7 separate regions of the Mus musculus genome follow, and regions 2, 3, 4, 5, 6 and 7 are each linked to region 1. Evidence: chromatin contacts called from public HiChIP or PLAC-seq and promoter capture Hi-C data. All regions are on one chromosome and are shown on one strand. Each heading gives the region's core, a stretch centred on a gene start, on an enhancer-like site or on the middle of the called end of the contact. The rest is flanking DNA. Distances are from core to core; before and after follow the strand shown.

Evidence for each region. Promoter capture Hi-C pulls out the DNA fragments that hold promoters and counts their contacts. HiChIP or PLAC-seq counts read pairs in DNA pulled down with a chosen protein or histone mark. Capture Hi-C pulls out chosen DNA fragments and counts their contacts.
Region 2: a contact with region 1 is called in an H3K4me3 HiChIP or PLAC-seq map of pro-B cells, with 6 times the contacts expected there. The contact joins the promoter of Hfm1 here to the promoter of Rpl5 in region 1. A contact is called at or near these places in 4 of 39 promoter capture datasets (the HPC-7 cell line, cranial neural crest, hippocampal neurons and 1 more) and 1 of 115 datasets of contacts at active chromatin or transcription factors (pro-B cells).
Region 3: a contact with region 1 is called in an H3K4me3 HiChIP or PLAC-seq map of craniofacial prominence, with 5 times the contacts expected there. The contact joins the promoter of Cdc7 here to the promoter of Rpl5 in region 1. A contact is called at or near these places in 7 of 39 promoter capture datasets (the 3T3-L1 cell line, 3T3-L1-derived adipocytes, the HPC-7 cell line and 4 more) and 3 of 115 datasets of contacts at active chromatin or transcription factors (craniofacial prominence, embryonic stem cells and large pre-B cells).
Region 4: a contact with region 1 is called in a promoter capture Hi-C map of liver. The contact joins the promoter of Fgfrl1 here to the promoter of Rpl5 in region 1. A contact is called at or near these places in 1 of 39 promoter capture datasets (cranial neural crest) and 1 of 9 other capture datasets (liver).
Region 5: a contact with region 1 is called in a promoter capture Hi-C map of pre-B cells, with 2.0 times the contacts expected there. The contact joins the enhancer-like site here to the promoter of Rpl5 in region 1. A contact is called at or near these places in 13 of 39 promoter capture datasets (the 3T3-L1 cell line, 3T3-L1-derived adipocytes, the C10 cell line and 8 more) and 3 of 9 other capture datasets (adipose tissue, liver and pancreatic islet).
Region 6: an H3K27ac HiChIP or PLAC-seq map of large pre-B cells shows a contact between it and region 1, with 2.9 times the contacts expected there. The contact joins the promoter of Cplx1 here to the promoter of Rpl5 in region 1. A contact is called at or near these places in 4 of 39 promoter capture datasets (cranial neural crest, embryonic stem cells and liver), 1 of 115 datasets of contacts at active chromatin or transcription factors (large pre-B cells) and 1 of 9 other capture datasets (liver).
Region 7: a contact with region 1 is called in a promoter capture Hi-C map of adipose tissue. The contact joins the promoter of Tgfbr3 here to the promoter of Rpl5 in region 1. A contact is called at or near these places in 2 of 39 promoter capture datasets (liver and pre-B cells), 1 of 115 datasets of contacts at active chromatin or transcription factors (pro-B cells) and 1 of 9 other capture datasets (adipose tissue).

What each region holds. Positions count from the first base shown.
Region 1 is chr5:107,898,919-107,901,954 of GRCm38.p6, reverse strand. It overlaps Rpl5 (ribosomal protein L5), which reads right to left and starts at 1,427. Exons shown (of 8, transcript NM_016980.2): 1 at 1,309-1,427; 2 at 16-85. The coding sequence starts at 1,311.
Region 2 is chr5:106,924,401-106,927,436 of GRCm38.p6, reverse strand. Hfm1 (HFM1, ATP-dependent DNA helicase homolog) reads left to right here and starts at 1,547. Exons shown (of 40, transcript NM_177873.3): 1 at 1,547-1,668; 2 at 2,505-2,606.
Region 3 is chr5:106,962,709-106,965,744 of GRCm38.p6, reverse strand. It overlaps Cdc7 (cell division cycle 7 (S. cerevisiae)), which reads right to left and starts at 1,423. Exons shown (of 12, transcript NM_009863.3): 1 at 1,320-1,423; 2 at 631-812. The coding sequence starts at 727.
Region 4 is chr5:108,692,834-108,695,869 of GRCm38.p6, reverse strand. It overlaps Fgfrl1 (fibroblast growth factor receptor-like 1), which reads right to left and starts at 1,641. Exons shown (of 7, transcript NM_054071.2): 1 at 1,338-1,641; 2 at 752-975. The coding sequence starts at 818. It overlaps Gm42151 (predicted gene, 42151), which reads left to right and starts at 1,804. Exons shown (of 2, transcript NR_168910.1): 1 at 1,804-2,034.
Region 5 is chr5:108,598,703-108,601,738 of GRCm38.p6, reverse strand. Gak (cyclin G associated kinase) reads left to right here. Exons shown (of 28, transcript NM_153569.2): 12 at 2,236-2,285; 13 at 2,824-2,972. Among named protein-coding and RNA genes, the nearest start is that of Gak, 30 kb to the left of the region's middle. Within about 2 kb of position 1,533, at least 6 of the 459 cell types and tissues checked have an H3K27ac peak or open chromatin away from gene starts, as enhancers often do.
Region 6 is chr5:108,548,524-108,551,559 of GRCm38.p6, reverse strand. It overlaps Cplx1 (complexin 1), which reads left to right and starts at 1,533. Exons shown (of 4, transcript NM_007756.3): 1 at 1,533-1,671; 2 at 2,951-3,036. The coding sequence starts at 3,024.
Region 7 is chr5:107,288,078-107,291,113 of GRCm38.p6, reverse strand. Tgfbr3 (transforming growth factor, beta receptor III) reads left to right here and starts at 1,485. Exons shown (of 17, transcript NM_011578.4): 1 at 1,485-1,859.

The DNA.
Region 1 (3,036 bases), core at 178-2,677:
AGAAAAAGTTCATACCTCGCCGCCTTCGAAATCTCACTTGGTATCTTTTAAAGTAGGCCTTATTCTTGACAACTTTCACAAACCCCTTTAAAGGAAAAAAAAAATTATCAGGGCTTTGCTAATTGTTTCGTCCCATGACTTTTTTCTTTTGATACAGGCCAACTATGTAGCCCAACATGACCTAGCATTTGGTAGTTTCTGAGCGCCGAATTAATAGGCAAGAACCACCTGGGTTTTGGTCTGTATTTTTTTATTTAACTATGTAACAAAATCATGCCCAAGTTTCAAAAGCAAATTATTACAAGTGTCAACTTCTATAGCATGTTTCTAAGCTGACCGGAAACAAGAATCGCTGTTGTGCAGTGCTCAACCTTTAATAAGGTTAGTTCCTCATGCTGTGGTGACCCTTCCCCAAACCATAAATCTCGTTGCTGCTTCGTTAATTTAATCTTGTAGTTATTCATCGTTAATACAAATATCTGACAGATGGGTTAAGAACCAGATGGAGAACTGCTGTTGCACTGGTTCTCTTCGCCAAACACACCTAACTAAGCCTCAGAAAACACGTAAAGATGGCTGGGCGGAATAGGGCACCGACCCAAGTCGCTCCATCCACAACTGCAGGCTCCTTACTACAACTTGCAGGTACAAAGACATTTTCGTACTGCCTTTAAACAATCTTTCAATTCCTGTACCACTGATCGATCCCTACGCCAAACCGCCGGGATGTATCACCTACACCGGAGCCAATCTGTGCCGACAACTGCACACCTCACCGAGAAAGTTCAACCACTCGGCGCTCACTTCCTCCCTGCCTAAACCGGGCTCAAATGGCAGAGTACGATCTACAATTACTCCTCGCAAATGAAGAGCTGCACCCCACCTCTCAAGTCCGATCTCAGCAAATCTCTGAAAACAGGGCCAGACTCTGGCCAGGAAGAGCCAGGGGCCGCCACATCCCTTCCGGGACGCAGCAGCGCCACGGCCTCCACTGACAGACACTCCCGGCTTCAGGGCTCTGTGCGAGGCCGAGGGATTCGGGCTTCCGTGGCACGGCCTCCTGACGACCCCGGAGACAACTGCGGCTGGCAGCCGGACTCGGAAGCCTCGTCCCGAGCACCCTCCGCCGCGGCCCCTCCCCCGGCTGGCACCCGGCAGCCATTAGGCCACGCTGGAACGGCGGGCGCAGAGCCGGGAATCGAATGCCATCTGCCCCCCGGGTCGCACGAGCCGACCCCGAGCGGGCATCCGCGAGAGGAGGGGGCACCCCGGTGCACGCACGGGCCTGAGACCCAGATGCCCACTCACCATCCTGCGGAATAGAGACCCGCAACCGCGGCTCCACGCAGACCTGCAGAGTCGGCCGCGCTAAGGGGGAAAAAGACCGGAGTCACGTACGCATGCGCAGTATGTAGCACCACCAGCACGCAAGCGACGTGAGAAAGAGTGGCTGTAGGCCTCAAGATGCGCGGGCTATCGCCCCCTGCCGGTAGGAGGATGAATGTCATCTTCCTCCTCTCAACGAGCATGGAGGATGGGCGATGAGAAAGGGAAATAGAGGCTTTTTGCGAGGACTTTTTTTTTTTTTTTTTTGGGGGGGGGGTGGTTTTTCGAGATAGGGTTTCTCTGTGTGACCCTGGCTGTCCTGGAACTCACTCTGTAGACCAGGCTGGTCTCGAACTCAGAAATCAGCCTGCCTCTGCCTCCCAAGTGCTGGGATTAAAGGCGTGTGCCACCACTACCGGGCAGGAGGACATTTTTAAAAACACGCTCGGCATGCACGCACACACACCACACTTATATAATTATTTTTCTAAGCAGGAGGGGGTAAAAATTAAGTTAAATACATGAATTTGCCTATGCTGAAATCTTGCCTTCTCCATGACTTGACTCACTTCTGGAATATATATTTCGGAATTCCCAGCACACAGGGCCGCCGGGAAGCTCAGCCTCAGAGCCTCAAGTTTGAGTTAGAAGAGACTCTTCTGCCTTTGCATAGCATCTTGACATCTGCTTCAAGCATACTTTTCATTCTCCAGCACTTCTCAGAGTGCTGACCTCCAGTCAATTCTTAGTTACCTGTTACATGGTGAAAACAAAACAAAACCCACTGCACTCTCCTGTTGCCTTTATGCTTCCATTGTCCCCAGAATTCCTGACATTATGAGCGCCGCCTCCTCCATCACTCTTAGTCCCCTTCCTCAAGAAGTTTCTTTTTAGGACTGGGTGTGCAGCTAAGAATTGCAGCCTCAGTACTTAGAAGGGAGAGGAAAAAGAATCAGAAAGTGCAAGGCTAGCCTAGGCTACCTAGTGAATTGGAAGCCAGCCTGGGCTGCCTGAAGGAAAAGAAATGCATACAAACAATTATTTAAACACGTGAAAGAACAGTTATAAGGCTGAGAGCTTTAGAAAGTCTAAAAAAAGTCTGAGAGCCGGGCAGTGGTGGTGCACGACCTGGGAGGCAGAGGCAGGCAGATTTGAGTTTGATGCCAGCCTGGTCTACAAAGTGAGTTCCAGGTCAGCCAGGGCTACACAGAGAAATCCTGTCTCGGAAAACCAAAGTCAATGAGAATGCAATTTGAAAATTGCTTCCCTAGCCGGGCGTGGTGGCGCACGCCTTTAATCCCAGCGCTCGGGAGGCAGAGGCAGGTGGATTTCTGAGTTTAAGGCTAGCCTGGTCTACAGAGTGAGTTCCAGGACAGCCAGGGCTACACAGAGAAACTCTGTCTCAAAAAACAAAACGAAACAAAAAAAAAAAAAAAAAAAAAGAAAAGAAAAGAAAGAAAGAAAAGAAAAAACAAAACAAAGTTGCTTCCCCAAATTCTGTGTACCCAATTATTTTTAGCAATAGCATTTTATGACACTGGTGCTCAGATTTTGGAGGGGCAGTGGGACTCCTTAAAAATATTTGTATTTTTATGGATAGCTCAGCAGGTAAAAGTGATTGCTATACAAACCTGATGTACTGACGTCAGACCCCCGGAACCCTTATGGAAAGCCAGGAATGGAGTATGTACCTGTAATCCCAGCATTCCT
Region 2 (3,036 bases), core at 298-2,797, 970 kb after region 1:
TTCTCTTGAAGTGGAGCCACAGACAGTTGTGAGCCATCCCAGGGGTGCTGGGAATCAAACAGGCTCTCTGGAAGAGCAGTTAGTGCTCCTAACTACGGAGCCATCTCTCCAGGTCCTAATTTTTAAATCTTAAGAAAATTAACTATTATAGAACTCACAGTATAATAAACAAGTTCAAATTAGTTCCTTGGCTTAAGATTTTACTCTATTTCAGAACCTAGAAATTAGGATGTAAAATTTGCCAGAAGGGAGCTGTTTATAAGTGAGACCTAAACATTAGTTTTGTGGTTTGAAGGGGTTATTCAGCTCTGCCTCTGCTCTGAGTACAGAGGTGAGCACGTGTAGGAGCGAGACTTCCCAGCAGCAGAGCTTAGTTCTCTCAGAGGCCAAGAAGCCAGGACCTGTGGTGTGCCCAGCAAGCTCTGTGGAAGGGAAAATTCAGAGCCTATCGTGGCTTGGGTGCTCACTTGTGGGAAATAAAACATTAACAAGCCTCAGAATTGCTCAGAGGCTGCTGTGTTTTATGCGATCTGCGCAGATGACTTGTATGGTGGGCAAAGCTGCCACTTGCGCGTTAAGTCAATAGAAAAAAAAAAGCACTTTGTATGTGTTTTTTTAAATATATACACGCTAATTAACAATAGATGCTTCAAATACAGCAGAGATCTGCTTGAAGTTTTTAAACATACACTTTTTCTAATCGTACTGTTAAACAACGAAACACAATGTCAATGTCTGCTTAAGGGAAATAGAGTGTAGAAAGAAGAGCTGGGGGCCAGGCATAGGCACGCTCTGGAAATAAATAATTGATATTTGGTATCAAATATTTACATCAGATGTATTTCCTGACCTCTCTGGATAGAATGTTTAAACTCAGTCTTGTAGCTCAACAGTGACCTAATGGGTGCCATTTTAAATTAGACACTTAGGTAGGAAGAAAATGGAGGTTCCAGGGCTGCGGCCTAGCTAATGCCTGGCAGTAGAGGACCCCCAAGGTAAGATATTTATTTAATGATTAGCGGTGCGCCCATCAAAACCAACCACACATCTCTGAAGGAAACAGTTGGGCTGGGAAGGGGACTGGGGGTTGCCGATCCATTCTTAGGCGTTTGACTAAGCCGGGCTTGGGGGGCGTTCGAAGGGTCGGTAAATCGGCGCTCGACTCAGCCCCCCTCCCCCCGGCAGGTGGCTGTGGCCTGGGCGGGACGCGCGCGCCTCGCGTGGGCGCGTGGGGGGCTCGGTGAGCGAGCAGTGGCGGGGCCGGGGAGAGGAGGGAGGTAGGGTGGGTGGGTAGGGAAGCGCGTGCGGGGAGGGAGGAGGTGGGGAAGGAGGCGCGTGACGGGGAGGGAAGTGCGAGGGATGGGGAGGGGATGCGTGGGGTATGGACCACCGGGCCGGGCAGCCGGGCGCCCTCAGCGGGCGAGCGAGCGAGCGAGCGGGCGTCTCCCACACATTCCCGTCAGGGAGCGCGGCCTGAGGCCTGAGGCGCACCGTGCGGTGCGGGGGTCGGAGGTGCGGCGGGGAAGGCGCGCATGCGCGTCGCCTCAGCCTCCCGCCCGGAGCGCGCCGGGCCGGTCTGTTCTCTAGTCCGCTGTCCTCCCCTCGCGCTCAGTTGTGGTGCGTGGTCGCTGGGCCTGGGTCTCTGCACCGGCGGATGATTTCTGACGGGTTGGTTGTTATGCGTGGACGTCTGCGCTTCTGACATAAGTACTAGTTTGTTTGAGACAGGTCCCCACTCTGTAGCCTAGGCTATCCCTGCCTAGCTTCATCTTCCACCTCCCAACTGTTGGGGTTGCTGTTGGGAGCCACTCGCCTTTAAGTATGTTTTCAGTTGCAAAAATTATAAGGAAACCGCTGTCCAGTACTTTTATACAACAAGTAAAAGATCATAGAGAATAAGATACTAAGGTTGTCAGAAATACAGAAAGGTGTGTGTTACTTCTACAAGCCACAAGCCATACAAAACAGGTCGCAGTGTGGACTCTAAAAATACTTGGGGCGATATCACTTACAGAATTTTGCACTATATTTCTGTATTACACGGTGAGACCTGTTTTGTGTGTGTGTGTGTGTGTGTGTGTGTGTGTGTGTGTGTGTGTGTGTATGTAGCCCAAGCTGACCTTGGCTGAGACTGGCCTTAAATTGATCCTCCTGCCTCCACCTTTCCAGGGCTGAACTATAAGCTTGTACCACTATGCGAGGCTCTGAAATAAGAACTTTGAGACAAATTTAGAATATCTAAACTTAAAACTTTAATTAAAAAGTTATCACCTTACATCAAAATGTAACGTTTATTTTAGGGATGGTTTTTTAAAAGTATTTATTTACATCATGAAAATTCCAAATTCACCATCTTTTAGAGTCCAGCTAGAAAAATAAAAAATTCAAACTTAACTGAGGGAAATCAGTTGACTAAAATTGCTTTATTTAGAATTATTTTATAAATTGATTGCTAGTGCACTCATTCCAAAATGAATTTTTATGGGTTATCTTCTCTATGCCAGGAACTGTTCCAGGTTATTGAAGCACATTAAGAAGAAGAAACAAACATCCCTTTTTTGCTTTCTAGGGAGAAAGATAAACTAAACACACAGTAACAATTACAGGTGAGTGTTTTTTAAAAAGCTAAGAATACAAGATGGAGAGATGCACAATTTTGGATAAAGAGTTTTCCCCCCATTGGAGTACATCAGAATTAAAATATATATGTGATGTTTTTATTCTGAACTAAAGTTATACCGACTATTATACTAAAACCAGAAAAATGTTCTTGCTACTGTGTGCATGGGAGGTCTTTTTGTACAGGGTAACATTTAAAATTAGTTTTAATTTGTTTCACTTTCTTTTAGAATGAAAAATTAGATCAGACATGTTAGTATTAAAATCATTTACATTCTGAGGTAGCAGAGCTCTAGAAACATGGTTTGATGCCTTTTACTTTATTAACCTTTTGTTGATTAAAATATAGTTCTGAATCTAGACAGGAAACATTTTACAACTTCTTGGACAACACGTACAATGTTGATTACTGTTTCC
Region 3 (3,036 bases), core at 174-2,673, 940 kb after region 1:
GGGCACTGTGCACAGTGTTTCTTGGGGTGGGGCTGAGGCAGGGTTGAACTCCTGATCTCCACCTCCCCTTGGGTTTACAGACGTTTACCTCTATGTCCTGCTGAAAGTACACAATATGGGACTTTTCAGCCACCTTCTAAAACTAGAGTCTGCGGCTGAGCTACATTCCACTTTACGAAGAAAAAAGTATCCGTTACAAACATTCCACTTGTTTCTGCCTGTGAATTTTGTTTATGAATCCTTAATCCCTTCCCCACCAATTCCTAAAACCAAACTTTACACAGTAAGGCTACAGTGGGTGTGGAAGAAAAAAGTCAGGTGTCAACAAACATGCTTTCCTAAAAAGCCACTAATATTTGGACCCAACCGACGTCCTCTAAAATGAAAACTGGATTCCACACCTCTTAAAACGCGATCCAATCCTAAATCTAGACTTCATGATATTATGTTGACATGTGAAATTTAAACATACAACTCAGTTTACTAGTCAGGTGTGTGTGTGGTTTTTCTGTTTATTTCTGGGAGTGTAATTTAATTACATTTCTTTTTTCCCCTTTCCTCGAATTAGAAGATGCAGACTGGCTGCCCGTGCGACTTCAGAACCGTGTGACCGTGGCATTGAGCACATACCTGAAAGTTTAACACTCTGCTCATATTTTTTTAAAGAGTCATCAGCCGGACACCTGTCACTGCCACGAAGGGAAGAAAACGCCATTGGCTCCTCCATCTGAGTCCCCAAAGAGGCTTCCACTACGCACGACTGGGATGCAAAGAGCGGGCTACGGGGTCATGTGCACAGGCGAGAGCAGCAGCTGTGAAAATCACAACACGGTGAGAAGGGCGAAGTAGCTCACCCAAGCAGGCACGCACCAAACCACCTGCCCTTCAGGAGGTAGCACTAAAACCCGCACCATATGTCCAAATCCCAGCCGGAGCGGCGTCGCTGCCACTGGCCTGCGGCGAGCACTCCCGCGGGGGACAGGTGGAGCGGGCTGCAGCCGGCTAGGGATCCCCGGGAGGCTGCGGGGAAGGACTGCGGTTTGCCCGGGAGGAAGTCGCTCGCCAGGGCGTGACACTCCACTCGACTGGAGCCGACCGAGGGCAGCAGGGTGCCAACAGAAGGATAAATGAATGAATGGGCCGCCCTGGGCGAGTGCGTAGGGCGGACTGTCCGCCAGTGCCAACGGGAAGCTCAGTGCGCAGGCGCACCTCTTCCCGCCGCGGGATGCCCGCAGGGCGACACGACCTAAGTCACGATCAAGAACTCGTCCCCGGTCCCTCACCGTCCACGGCAGGGGGGAAAACTGTCAGAAACTCACGGTTCACAGAAGTTAGGACGTCCGCGGTCGCTTCCCTCAGGAGCGTCCCACTGAGCCGGGCCGCCAGGCGCGCATGCGCGATTCTTCCCGCGCTGCTTTGAATTGCTCATGCGCATTCCGAAGCCCTCGGCGCCTGCGCAAGAGGCGTGGTTTTTCAAGGCGGGGCGGTCGGAAAGGAAGAGTGCAGCAGAGAGGGCTCGGTGGTCCTTTGCTGAGTTAGCGAGCCCCAGGACTAAAAAGGCGCCCGGGATTCCTCGTCCCGTCGCCCGGTCCTTAGCGTTCTCTCTCGGCCTCACACTGTGGTCTCAACACGCTGGACACTTCTCGGGTAAAAGGCACTTGGTTGAGTCCGGTTTTACTTTTCTCAACGAAAAACAAAAAGTTTAACCACTGGTTCTTGAGGATCTTATAGTAGAGACCAGCTGCAATGTATGTTGATCATTTATTTAGTTGTGATATAAACCAGTTTTTAGGGACTGAGCGAATAACGGTGGTGAATAAGGCAGTCAAAAAGCTATCCCAATTTCGCGTCTTTTAGTAACCCACTAAGTCTATATTGCGTGGGTGTGGAGTGATCCACTGGATTATGCATCGGACTCTTAACACCGGTTGCATCTCCAAAAAGAATGATCCCTCCTGGCCTGGCAACTACGCTCTGCCAGGGCCTCAGTAAGGGACTGGGCCAGGAAATTCCCTACCCCATCAATGCTGGAATTTTGGCCCCTCTTGTTCAGGTAACCCCACTATCGAGAGTCATGCCATAGCCAGAACTTGACAACCCCAGCTCTGACATTCTTAGACGACAGTCCACCTCCACTAGAGCAGCCTAGCCCAGACCAGAGAGAGTGTCCAGCTATAGGCATGTTTATTCAATCAATAATTTTTACTAGCTCCTGGAATATCATAACTGTGATTTTCATGCTACAATCTGTTTACATGGTATACAGGTGTGTGTATGTGTGTAAATACATACATAGTAAAAGAATTTCTAAGGAGTTAGTATTATTACCATTCATTAGATTAGTTAACACAGTGAAAGACCACAAATATTTTTTTTACTTTAGCATTAATAGTGAAGAATTATAAGTAGTGTTTTCTGATAGTTCTTTTTTTTACAAGAAAGCCCCAATTTACCTTTTGCCCATGAAAAATACATTTACCTCATAATCTTCCACAAGGCACAGATGGAGAAAATATGACAAAACTCTATGCTGATTTTATTAGTCAGGGTTCTTTAAGGAACAGAATTGACAGAATGAGTATGCAGATGTGTGAATGTATGTATTTATGTGAATGTGTATATATGTGTATGTGCTATTTATCAGAGTGGCATGCATGCTGTGGTCCAGGTTGTCCAACAATGGAAAGGCAAAGAATCTGGTATCTTTGCTGGATGTCTCAGTAGTTCCAATCTGCTGCTGGTGTCCCAGGGAATTCCTAGAGAGCTTCTGACCTTCAGTTTGCTTCCAAAGGAGTGGTTCCAACACCAATGACAGCTCAGCATCAGGGTAAATGGACTTGCCAGTGAGAGCAAGGGGAGCAGGCAAAGAGCAAAGCTTCCTTCTCTTACTTCCGACTGTGTGGGCTGCCAGCAGCAGTGGTGGTCTAGATTCACGGTGGACCTTCTCATCTCAGATGATCGGGATTTACAGTGGATCTCCCACCTCAAACAAACAAACCTAGAAAAGTCCCTCATAGGAAGACCCACATGCTTGAG
Region 4 (3,036 bases), core at 392-2,891, 790 kb before region 1:
GGGTGCCCTCTGCCAGGGCTAGGTCTAGGGCAGAGCTCCCCAGAAGACGAGTGATGTAGCCAAGCCATAGTGTGGTGTATCCTGCAACAACATAGTGTGTGACCCTGTGGTCTAAGATCTTCCACCTTTACTGTAGTGATGTTCTGTGCTCTGGGGACTCCCAGATGGTAGACTATGCTACCTGTAATTGATAAGCAAGCCAAGGGTCCAGAGCTGGGTCAGCTGAGGGCTGGATCAGAGCGAGCTCCAATCACCAAGATATCACCAATGTTCTCTATATTCAGCTAGGCACTGTGTGAGTCTCTGCAAGTTCCCAGGGACCCAATTAGGTTTTCTGCTCCCACAAAGAGTCCACTCCCCAAGAATCTGGGGGAGGGGTGACAACCACCTGCTCTCCATCTAGATATGCACCTGAAAGTGTGTTTATGCAAGATTATGAGGCTGTCCTGGAAAGGACCTAGGCAAGGCCAACAGTCAAATGATTCTGGGGCCCTTTACATGAGGTGTCAGCCAAAGAGGGTGAGCTGGGGGTATCTGATTGTGACTAGGTAACCCCAAGAGTGAGGTAGAGGCATGTAAAACCGACAGTACTTCAGGTTAAGGATGGGGGTTGGGGGGAGGATCTGCTGCGATGGAGCAGACAGGGAGGGGAGGAGTGTGCCAGGCGGGCACTGTGTGGCAGAGTTCAGGGCTGGTGGGAAAGGGGCGGCGCTGCAGAGGCCAAAGCGCCAGACTGGGCGCCAGGACTCACCTCGCGCCGCCTCAGCCGACGGGAGGGCCCCCAATAGCAGCAGCAGCAGCGCGGGGCTCCGCGTCATCTCGCCGGTCGGACCTGAAGCAGGGGCGCGGTCACTGGGAGCTGGACTGGACGCCACTCAGGGCTCAGGCCCGCAAGACCCAGGTCGCGGCCGCAGAGCCAGGGTCCGGCCCCCCTCGGCGCCGAGCTCCAGGCAAAGGAAGCGAGGCGCGTAGACGCTGAGCGTATCAAAGGCAGACAAAGGGTTTACACTAATTACCAGCCGCCCCCGCCGCCCCCTTTCCAAACACCGTCTGGATTCCTGGCGCTTGTAACTCGGGCCCTGCCCGCGGGACACACAACACCGAGCGGCCCCGCAGATAATCGCCTGCGCCATTAGCGGACAAATTTGCGCTGGGGGGCCCACGTGGGGCTCAAGGGGGGGCGGGGCGCGGGGCAGGGCCGCGGGCCCCACAGGAGCAGCTACGGCGCGAGCCCGGCTCCCGCCCCGCACAGTGATCGCGGCCCTGCCCTTCGCGCCCCGCACTCTAACCCATTCCAGCCCTCCCTCCGGGGGTCGCGGACGTACAGCCCGGCTCACCTCGACAGGGATCAGCGCGGGGGCGCGCAGCAGGCAACGGGGTCAGAGCCGGGCCCCTGAGCAGCGCGACGCGGTCATCGCTGCCCCGGGCGCCGCATCCCGCCCCCCGCGCCCCCGGGCCCGGCCTGGGCGGGGCGGCGCTACCTGGGCGCTGGCGGCTGGGGCCGGGCTGGGGCGCGGGGCGCGCTGTCCGCGCGGATAAACGGCGAGGCTTGGCGAGGGCGGGGAAGAGGGGCGGCGGGGCGAGGGGCCCGGGGCGCCGCGCCGCGAGGCGTCCTTCCCTGCGGGGCTTTGTCAACTCTCCCGGAGCGAGCGCGGAGCAGCCCTGAGCTCCGCCCCGCACAACTTCCGGCCAATCTGCGAGCCCCAGTCCGCCCCGTTCCCCGCCCCTCCCCGAAACTTTGCTCCAATCCGCACACGTGCCCGCCAGGCTCGCTGCTTAACCCTCGCAGTGCTTCTGCCCTTCAGGCTGGCGGCTCCCCGGAGCGCGCCCAGTCGGCCCTGCCTCGCCGCGCCCCCGCCCCTGGGCTCTGGGAACGCGCGGTCCCGCTAGCCTGAAGACCAGCTGATGGCCGCGGAGCCCACTCGGTATCTGCACCAGCTAGGCCCCTGGCCCCCAGAGCTGGCCGTTACTGCACTGTCTCTACTCCCGGCTTTAAACAGGAGGAAGGGAGCTGAACGGAACCTTCGAGCTTTTGTGAGTAGAGAGGCCGCTGTGCTGCTCTGGTTTGAGGGCGGGGGGTGGGGGGGTGGGGGTGGGGGGGTAAGGTGCGGGGGGGGGGGGGGAGATGGCGCAGATCTCCAGTGCTGGAGTCCAACGAAGCCCTGACTTGAGCATCTAGTTGTACCTAGGACCTTAGGAAGGCTGAGAGGGTCCTACAGCCCACCTGGATACTTCTCTGCACCTCACCTGCTTTGTGATAGTAATCAACACACCCTTTTGTCTTTGCTACTTAGCAAGTGTCTTGCTGTACCCCTGCACCCATCAAACAGAAAGACTGGTGAGTTTCCCAAACCTCACTAGCTCCCTTCAGCAGCATCCTGATCCATCCCCCGCGATCTCTCCAGACAGCTTCCTGCCTACCCTCACTCACCAGAGCCAAAATTCATCAAAACATGAGTCTTGCCAGTTTTCTCAACATAAATCCCATAATTTTTGACGCCCCGGTAGTGCCTCCCAAGAGACCACTCCTAAGCTCCGCTTTCAAGGACCCTGATCCAAACAACTTTTCTTCTCTAAGCTAAGAAGCACCCCCTCTTTCCGGAAGCCTGTCAGAGAAAAATGAAACCGAGGAATAGCCTAGTGTTCCTAGCCCCAAATTCTGTTTCTGGGCTAGTGTGGGCAAATGGAGGTGAACCTTGTCTCCTCTGCATGAAGGTCCAAGTACCCATCTCAACTGCAACGCTGTGTCTCAGAAGCAGCCCATGGAACTTTCTCTGGGCTACCAGAGAATTTGGGCTAGTACTGGGGTCACAGAAAGCATTTAAAACAGACAGAGTGGGTCCTGACTAGTCTGAGTAGGTCCTGGCTCCACAGAAAGTTTTGTGAGGAGATGCCACCGAAGCATGTAGTGCAACAACATTGTGTTGCTGCCAACCAAGAGCAGTTGTGTGTGGAGGTGGCTCTGTAGTGTGGGGAGGTTAAAAGCAAATGAGCCCAATGGGCAGAAAAAGGTAGGCAATGGATTGAAGTTAGACG
Region 5 (3,036 bases), core at 284-2,783, 700 kb before region 1:
ACTTTTGATATTGTGATATGATCTCTGTGTTAGGGTTCTTTAAAGGAATAGAACTGATAGAATATATATTATGTATTTATATATATATGAATATATATTATGTATTTATATATTTATTTATTTATTAGATTGATTTACAGGCTATAGTCCAGATAGTCCGGTGTTGACTGTCTCATGACAGAAAAGCCAATAATCTAATAGTTATTTAGTCCACATTGCAAAAGGTCTAGTGAGGCAGTTACTCCAGTGTCACCCTTTGGTTCTCTTGGGTCTGCCCATCTTTCTGAATATAGACTTAGGCATAACTTTTCCTTCTTTCCTACTTTCAGATGTTTTCCAAAGCTTTCTGTAGTACTTTGGGCTTTTTTCACTTTCTCAAAGGCTTCACTTCCCACCATATGCCTGCTTGTCTGCCATGTTCCTGACCTCCATGCCTAACTCAAATGGCATGGCCCTCTTTCTTACAACTATTAGTCTATAATAAACTTTAAAACTGAAGCAACTCGTGATGTTTTAAGTAAGTTTATGATTTTTGTGTCGAGCTTTATGCATAACTATCTTTGAGGCTGCATATAGCCTGTGGATTACAGAGTAGACATGGCTGATAAGAGTTCCATAAACTCCTATGTTTATTAAATGGACTTACATGTAGCAGCAAACACATCATTGTTTGACTATATCAATGAAGGTGCCCAAGTTTGGTGACAGGTGGCAGAACTGATCGCTTCAGGTTGTCTTGGTTGCCTGAAGCTGCTTCATGTCCTAGAAGCCACGGTCTGGGCTACTCTTGTCTGTGCTGAGTACAACTCTAATTTGTATACCCTTGAACCTGTGCCCAGAGATGAACTGTCAGGGTCCCTGGATTTTTCTTAAGTGGGTTAGAGGTTAAAGTATACTGTGTAGAGCCCTAAGTGATACTCAGTACCCATTGTGTACCAAGTGTCTTAGGTTTGCTTTCCTATACCTGACCTGATGCTGGGCACACTTGTCTTCCTTGAGGGACAGCTAGGTTCTTTTCATGCCACCATTTGCTGCATATTTGCAGCCTGCACTCTTTACCTTTATGGCCCTGATTGATTGGAAAGTCACTATGTAGACAAGGCTGGCCTTGGTCTGAAATCTGTCTCTACCTTCAGAGTTAAAGACAAATATCACTGATATCTGGTATCTTGGATACTACTGGGTTATTAATTGTTTTTGTGAAGAAATAGATTAGAACTAGTTAGTTCTGATCTGTGGCTTGTCTGTTTAACTGCCTTTCGCCACAGAAATGTTAGCACCAGATAAAGCTGCATTTTAGTACGTCCTGGTTTATGTCTCAGGGAGTCCTGTGTAACCGAAGTGAACCTGACTTAAATAGGTTCAAATGACATTTTAAGGTGTTAAGATTGCCTTAATCAGATTTTACTTCAGTGAATGTATAGTGTATGTCTGTTCTTTTTTCCACCTGGCTCTCTGTAATGGCCCCATGGTGACTCTGCTGATGCCAAGTGTGCCTACCTCAGCTCTGTCTCTGACTTTCCTGTCTGACCTCACTGCCCAGCTATAGTGTAGTACTCAAAATACTTAGGCAACAATGTTCACCCCCCACCCCCACCTCCCTCCTTTCCAAGGAAACGTGGCTGTTCTGGCATAACTGGTTTTTTGAGAGGAATTGTTGAATAAGTTTGCCAAGTTCTTGCAAAATTAGTTAGATTTTGATCTATATTTTTTTCAGTTGTGTAAACCAACTTAGGGGATTGGTTTCTAAGACTTTTTGGTGGCCATGAGCAGTAATATATCTTGGTCATTTGGGATGTCTTTTTTTTTTCCCCTCCAGCAGTGTCTTCTGTCTCCTTTCGGATCTTCATAGGGCACAGGGTGTGCTCTCTTATGTTCCTATCCAGTCCCCTGGAGCAGTGGGACCAATGGTTGATGCTACTTACTGTTCTGCTTCAGTTACTATTTGGTCAGGATCAGCCCTCAATGTTTTTGCCTTGGAGAACACTTCAGAAAGCAAAAGATGGCCGGAGCTTTTCCATGGGCTGCTCTCTTCTGCTTTTATTCCACTTTTCATTGGTTGTCAGCTTACACAGCAGTCTTACACAAGACATGCACATGCACACTACTTAGAGGATACAACCTGTAAGCAAGGTTGCCTCAGTATTCTAGGACATAGGCTCTTCTTAAAGTTTTTATAGCTAAGTGTTCCATTCCATTCAATTCCATTCCAATTGAGTGTTCTTTCTATTCCAGCTATGCAAAGGGTGATCTGGACATATCTTACATCACATCCAGGATTGCAGGTATGTCTAATTGGATGATAGACATCTGTAGGGGATGTAGACAAAGGATCAGTGGAAGTAGCCAAGGTGCAAGGTGCCTCTTTAGCTTCTTTGATAGCCATGGATCCATCTGAGGTTTGACCTGGAGAATTACCCCAAGAGTGGAGGGTAGGTTACATATATTGAGCATATTTCCTGGTCAGTGAAAAAGACAAGGCCAGTGTCAGCTTCTGGCATGACTGGAACTCTGAGGATACAGAGAGAGTAATGGTAGGACCATATACATTTAAAACGAGATAGTCTAGGCAAACTATAATGAGAAAAGCTGGTGTTCCTAAAGACCATGGTGTATATCAGGTAACTGGGAAAGCTCTCCCAGACATCTGTAGTTAACTTTGTAATGTTTCTCATACTGTAGTTTATATACATCCCACTACATAGGATGGGAGACTTTAAGAGGATGAGAAGAGCCTATGTTTGGCCAGCTACCTGGCTGGGAGGTGAGCCCAGCCCAAGAGGGCAATCCCCTAGTGTCTAACTTTGGCCTGCTTTGTTTCAGTGATGTCATTCCCAGCAGAAGGTGTGGAGTCTGCAATCAAAAACAATATAGAGGATGTGCGAATGTTTCTGGATGCTAAGCATCCAGGACATTATGCTGTCTACAACCTTTCTCCAAGGATATACCGGGCTTCCAAGTTTCACAACCGGGTAAGTGGCCTTGAACTCTTCTTTTATGATTTGAGCCATTTTCCCCACTTAAGTACAGTTTTAA
Region 6 (3,036 bases), core at 284-2,783, 650 kb before region 1:
AGTAAAAGTGGAAGCCCACTAGTCCTAGGGTCCTTTGCCTCTAATAATCTCAGCTGGGCTCAGGACTATGAATGGATTAGGTTGGCCTGCTTTGTCTCAAGAGGTTAACCCAGGGTCTTCTATGGGATTGCTGACAGAAGGTCAGGTCCATCTGGTGGCGTGGCGGGGAGAAGAAAAGCAGGTGAGAAGTAATGAGTCTGTCTTGCTGTGGCCCTTGCTTTTGCTAGCTACTATAGACTCCGAAAACACAGAATGAGCCAGACTGGGCACATCTGTGTGCAGGTGACCCCATTCCACAGGACATCAGTCCTGGGCCTGAACAAGGCTCTGGGCATCAACCAACCTTACCATGAGTGTGGTGGGTGAACTGAGATGGACAGTGCCAGTAGGAAGGGCACTGGGAGACTTAACTCTTCTGTGTCTGATGTGAGTCATGCCCAACTTCCTAAATGATCCTCTCCTCCTAGGCATATGCCTGTGTGCAGTGCAGGCACTTCACCAGTGGGATCAGACAGTATCCTTAACTCCAGGGCCCCAGGCTGAAGTCAGGGCAGAAGGTGTGGGGCTTAACACTTTCTCTTCTTGTCTCCACTCCAGCTCCGTTCCTGGTCTCTTCTACTTTGAATCTGCTAGGTCAAAGGAACAAAAACTGATAAAAGCAAGTCTGGAATGGACCCTCCCTTACTCCCCACCCCTAGCCCTCGAATTCAAGCCACCAAGCACCCTGGGGCAGCTTTGGAATGTTGGTGAAGGGGGAATACTCATGAGGCAAGAAGTTTCACTGAATTGGGTGAAGGTCAAGAACAACCTAATCCTTAAGAATGACTCAGCCAGGAGGAACATTAACAGTTAAAGCAATGGCCATCAGCACTAGACTCTGCGGGTCAGGAATTACCACCTGGCTAGCCAGAATAAAAAACAGCTTAGGTGTCCCCACATGCTCTGACTTCTGCGAAGACGATTGCCTCACAGAAGCCCCCCAGGATAACTGCAGGGATACCAGGCCAACCTTGTGGCCACTGGGCTCTGCAGTGCAGCTGCCGCAGAGTTGAAATCCCGGTGCCAGGGGAAGGGGCGGCCTAGAGGCGGGGCTGTGGCTGTCTCCCAGGAGCCCCCGCCCATCCATGTCCGCAGTGACCTTCAGGCGTCCCTGACTGACTGGGGTTTCTATCCCACCAAAGCCACATTTGGCGGCTCTGCACACCGGAGAAGCCTGGATGTGTGGGCCTATCTTGCTCGATCGGGGGTCTCGGGCTGTGCTCGCCTTCTCCCGCCCTGCCAGCAAAGAGCAAAGAAACCCGGTCAGGAGCAAACGTGGTTGGTAGATTAGGGATGGTGACCCCATCCCTGCATTCTCCCAGCGTTTCAGGAGGGCGCTTCAGTAGGACTTCAGGAGGGTCTCCAAGCCGGTGTGGAGAGAGTGGCCCAGGCCAAAGAGGGGCCCCTAATGCAGCTGTCGCGCGCGCCAGGCCAGGATCTGGGAACCGGGGGCGCGGCTGCCCCCCCTACCTCCGCCGAGCCCCGCCCTCCTCGTCATGCGGGACGCGGGCGGGGGCGCCTCTGAGTGACGCGCCCTCCTCGCGGTGTCCTTCAGCCGCCGCAGCAGCACAGAGCGCCACATGGACCCCGCCGGCCTGAGAGCGCGCTGCTGTTGATCGTCCACCTTGGAAGGTAACCGGCGCCCTAGCAGCCAGTCCGACCTTAACCGGCTCCCTCCTTTCCCCTTCCCAGCCCAGTTTTCTTCCCGACTCCTGGGCTTCCCTTTCTGGATCCCCGCTTTCTAGCCGTGGGTCTCCTACCCATATCCTAGGTTCCCCTACTCTTGGTTCCTTGTCTTTCAGACCCAAGGTTGCTCAGCCTGAAAGGCGCTGTCCATCGTGAGGTGCTGAAACGGCCCTTGATTCCCTTTCCCATAGGCATCTTTTTTCTTTCTTTCTTTCTTTCTTCTTTCCCTGGCGCGCTCCGGCCTGAGGCCGTGCTCCGGTCGGGCACCTCGCCCAGCAAAGCAAAGGGTGCGGCGGCCGCGAGAGAACGGGATGCCTTGGTCTTTGCGGAATCTCCGCAGCGTCCTAGCCTCTCTACAGCTGGCCCTGCGGAGCCCCCATCCCCCGATTCCCGGAAACAGAGAGAAGTTTAGAAGGCAATTGGCTTTGCTGCAAAGGCATCCCTGAACCCCTAGCTTCTCGGACACTCTTCCTGCCTGGCACCCCTTCGGGTCTCATTCCGCAGAGAGAAACCTGTGAAACACTGGATCCCTCAGGACCAGGTTCCCTGATAGGAAAGACTCTACAAAGAGGGATGTCTTTGCAGCTGTTGGCATTACAGAAAGCACCTTTCTAAATGCTGCTGGCACTTTAGTCCACGCTGGGCATTCTGACTTGGGTTGCCCTACCCCATGCAGAAGCAGGAGTGGGTCATCTGTTTCCCCTCCCACTGGAAGACGGGGACTCCATCCAGGGCCAGTTCTGCTGTGGGCCTCCAGAGTCTCTCTAGAGACAGATATAGTTGAGACTAGTCAGAAGTCATAAGGACCTTTCCTGAGGGACATTCATGGACTTGTCTCTCCAATTCTTCCCCAGAGGGACCCCTGCCCCACAGCTCCAAAACTGCCAAGGAGGCTGAGCAGCCAGAACCTGGGTGCTACAGCGGAGCATTGACCTTCAAATGCCCCCTGGGCTCCACCCCCGCTTGAGGAGGCTGGCGCCAGTCTCCAGTAACTGGTGGCCCCAGGTTGTGAGCTGCAGTGGCATCTAAAAGCTTCCTTCAGAAACCCCAGAAGAAGCAAGATAACTGTTGGTTTGGCTGGGCTCTGAACCCTGCCATCCTGGTCTGGGTGTGGGAACAAAGCCTCTCACCCTAGACTCTTGGGATAGTGGAGAGGAGAGCAAGGAGTAGATGAGGGTCTCAGGAAAGGTTGGTCAGGGTACCTATGACCACCTACTCTCTCTAGGCAGAAGACCCTGACCACACTTGAATGTGAAATCTGACCCCGGGAGTGGCTCCTGAGGAACCAAGCCATCACCATGGAGTTCGTGA
Region 7 (3,036 bases), core at 236-2,735, 610 kb after region 1:
GAGGGGCATAGCTGAGAGCTTCTCCTGACATTCCTGTTGGTCCCTGCTGCTGCTGAGGCTGAGGCCTGGCTGTTTCTGCTACGTAGTGCCACCGCTGTTGATTTGTGTTGACTATCCTGACTCTACTGAACTTCATATATCTGTGAAGTGTTTGCGAGTGGATCCAACTGTCTCTTCAAACCTGTGAACTGAACTACAGATTTCCAGACAACACAGATGGGAGTTGCTCCAAAGAACCTTTCTAAACAGGTCTACTTCCCCATATCCTTTGGTTTTTCCTACTTCTCTGGAGGGTGGTGGGCAAGAAGGGAGGTTAAAGTGTTTAAGAAACATCATTAAAAATAGGCTTTAAAAACTTAAAATTACAAAAGTCTAGCTGGGCTACTCATTTGTGCAAAGGTTCCCTGACGATCCAGCAGCTGTCAAGACTGGAAACTTGTCTTTGAACCAGACACTTCAGTCACTCCATCTGTTGTGGCACCTGTAGAGTTTCCCGTGAAGTAACTGGTGACAGAATTCCATGGATAAAGGTGCTTGCTGCCAACCCTGAAGAAATGCACCAAAGATGGATTCTTGGGCCCTACTTGAGGAAAGGGAGAAAGTTGTCTTCTGACCTCTACTCTGGCCAAGGCTGGTTCTGAACTTGTGATTCTTCTGCCGTACTTGGTTGTATGTGGTGCTGGGGCTCAAACTCAGGGCTCTGTGTATGCTGGGCAAATACATTACTACCGAGCTATAGCCCCAATGGGCAATTCACCTTTTAATAGAAAGTGAAGCGTAAACAGTGCCAGATTTGTGTTGGTGACTGAAGTAGCTGCATTCAACTCTTGCAAAGCACATTCATGCAGGCAGGACCCTGTGTGCTCGCCTATCCTGTGTTCAGAGGGCCGCGGGGAAACCGTAGGAATGGAATTCAGCAGCTGGAGAAGGCACTTTAATTCAGCAGCTGGAGAAGGCACTTTGAGCTAGGCTGTAGAAAGTAAGAGACCCTGACCACACCACAAGAGCATATCTTTAGATAACCGAAACTGGAGAAAAACCAAACTGGGGCAGAATGAATGTGTGCATGGGGCTTCGATGTGGGAATGGGTTTCTCTGAGATTTTTTTTAAAGGAATTTTTATATCAACAACCAGGAATCCAATAAAACTATCTTCTCCTAAGGCCCTGGTAGTTTGAAGGATCTAGGGAAAGGCAGCGAGTCTTCGCAGTGCGCGCCACATCCCGGGTACTCCACACTTCTTCCAGGCCGGGGATGCCCAGCTGTCATCCCATCTCGGGCCGAACCCCCCCCCCCCCCCCCCACACACACACACACCCGACTTCCTTTCTATCCTTACAGCTCCAGCCTTCTCTGCCCGAAGGGAAGCACAGGCTGGAGCAAGCTCTCTAGGCTCATCCATCAGCAGTGGAGGAGGAGGAGAGGAGGGGCAGGAGGAGGAGTTTCTAGGCGGCCGAGCCCCCGAGGCCCGCGGTGCCCTTCCCCCCTTTCGCTGATTGCTGTGGCTGCGCGCCCGACCCCGCCCGCGCGTGTGCGCGGCCGAGTTAGGGCGCCGCACGGGCCTGATGGGGGTGATCCAGGCTTTCGGGGACGCCGAGCGCCACTTTCCTCCTCCCTGGCAGTGAGAGAGAGAGAGAGGTGGAGAGGGAGAAGCGGGCTGCTGTCCTTCCAGGCCACTTTCGCTGCGCGATTCCGCGAGCTCCCGGCAGGAGGTGAAAGTCCCCGGCGGGGTCCGGATGGCGCAGTTGAACTGCGGCTGCTGAGCTCGCGGCCGCCTGCGCGCGCTGGGCGCGGGGACTCGTCTGGGCTACTCCCCCACCTCGCGTTGGACGACCGGTCCTGGACACACCGCTTGCGAGGTACGTGCGGTTTGGCGCCCTATCAGAGGCTGTGCACGCTGCGTAGTGCGGGTCGGTGCCTGCTTTGCGGGGTTGCTCTGGCCATCCAGGACCCCGAGGCTGGGACCTGGCTTTGGTCCCGCAGGGTTGACGCTGAGCGGAACCGGGATCCGCTGCGGTCCCGGGTGGGCAGCGCCGGGGAGGAGTTCCCCACACCCGCTTTCGCTCTTCCTCTCCACGGTTTCCTAGTCCCGTGCGGGGCTGCAGGCCACTGCGCTCCTGGCGCGTGACAGCGTGGGTGGGCACTCGACCATGATGGGTAGCAGAGGCCGCGGCCGCGGGACTCGCGCGCCAACGCCAGTCCTGGGTCCCCGCTGGCCGCGCCCTGGCTCGGGGAGTCAGTCCCGAAAACGCTGTGAAGGACGCTCCCGGGTTAACCTTGTGGCGCTCCCGCTGATGGTAGAGGCTCCCTACGATTTGTGAACTTGGTTGGGACAAACTTGAAACTCTTGGATGTTGCTAGAGGAATCCGCTTGTAGAGTTGGGCTTATTGGGGCATTTGTCCCACCTTCCCGCACCGGATAGGAGTGCAGACAGCTGGAGTGACAAGCCGCAAGTATCACGGCTTAGGTGTTGGTGCAAACAGTTGCCCTACTCGCTAACCGTGAACTGGGAGGACACGGTCCCCCAAGGTGGCTGTGCGGTTTGGAGGAGTGCACAGATGTTTCTGACTGGGACCGTGCGGAGCGCAGCACAGGTGTTAGCGCCTCGTGCTGCGCCCTGCTGTGACAGGAGAGCCGCGAGGATAGGCATCCCGTGAGTGTCAGACTGAGATAAAGAACCAGCCAATTTAAAATTTCTTCTTTCTTCGAAGAAGTGAGCGGTTTGGGAGGGTACCAACACGCAAAAAAACCCATATCGGGATCCTTTAATATCCAGGGAATGGCCCTTTAGATTGTAGCGGGTAATTTTAGGGAGAGCTCAGCAGGTCCTTTTGGGGTACTAAAACGGGAATATATTGATCCCTCCCTGTATGTCAGTATCTCCAGCAACTCCAGCTAGTTCCTGTCAGGGCTTAAAGACTACGTCAACTCTGGTTCAAAGTGATTTTAGTGGACCCATTTTACAGATCATATATGCTAGACTCCAGCAGCTAGAGGCAAAGTTACTTGTCCAAGGTCACATAGAGCTTTCTGTT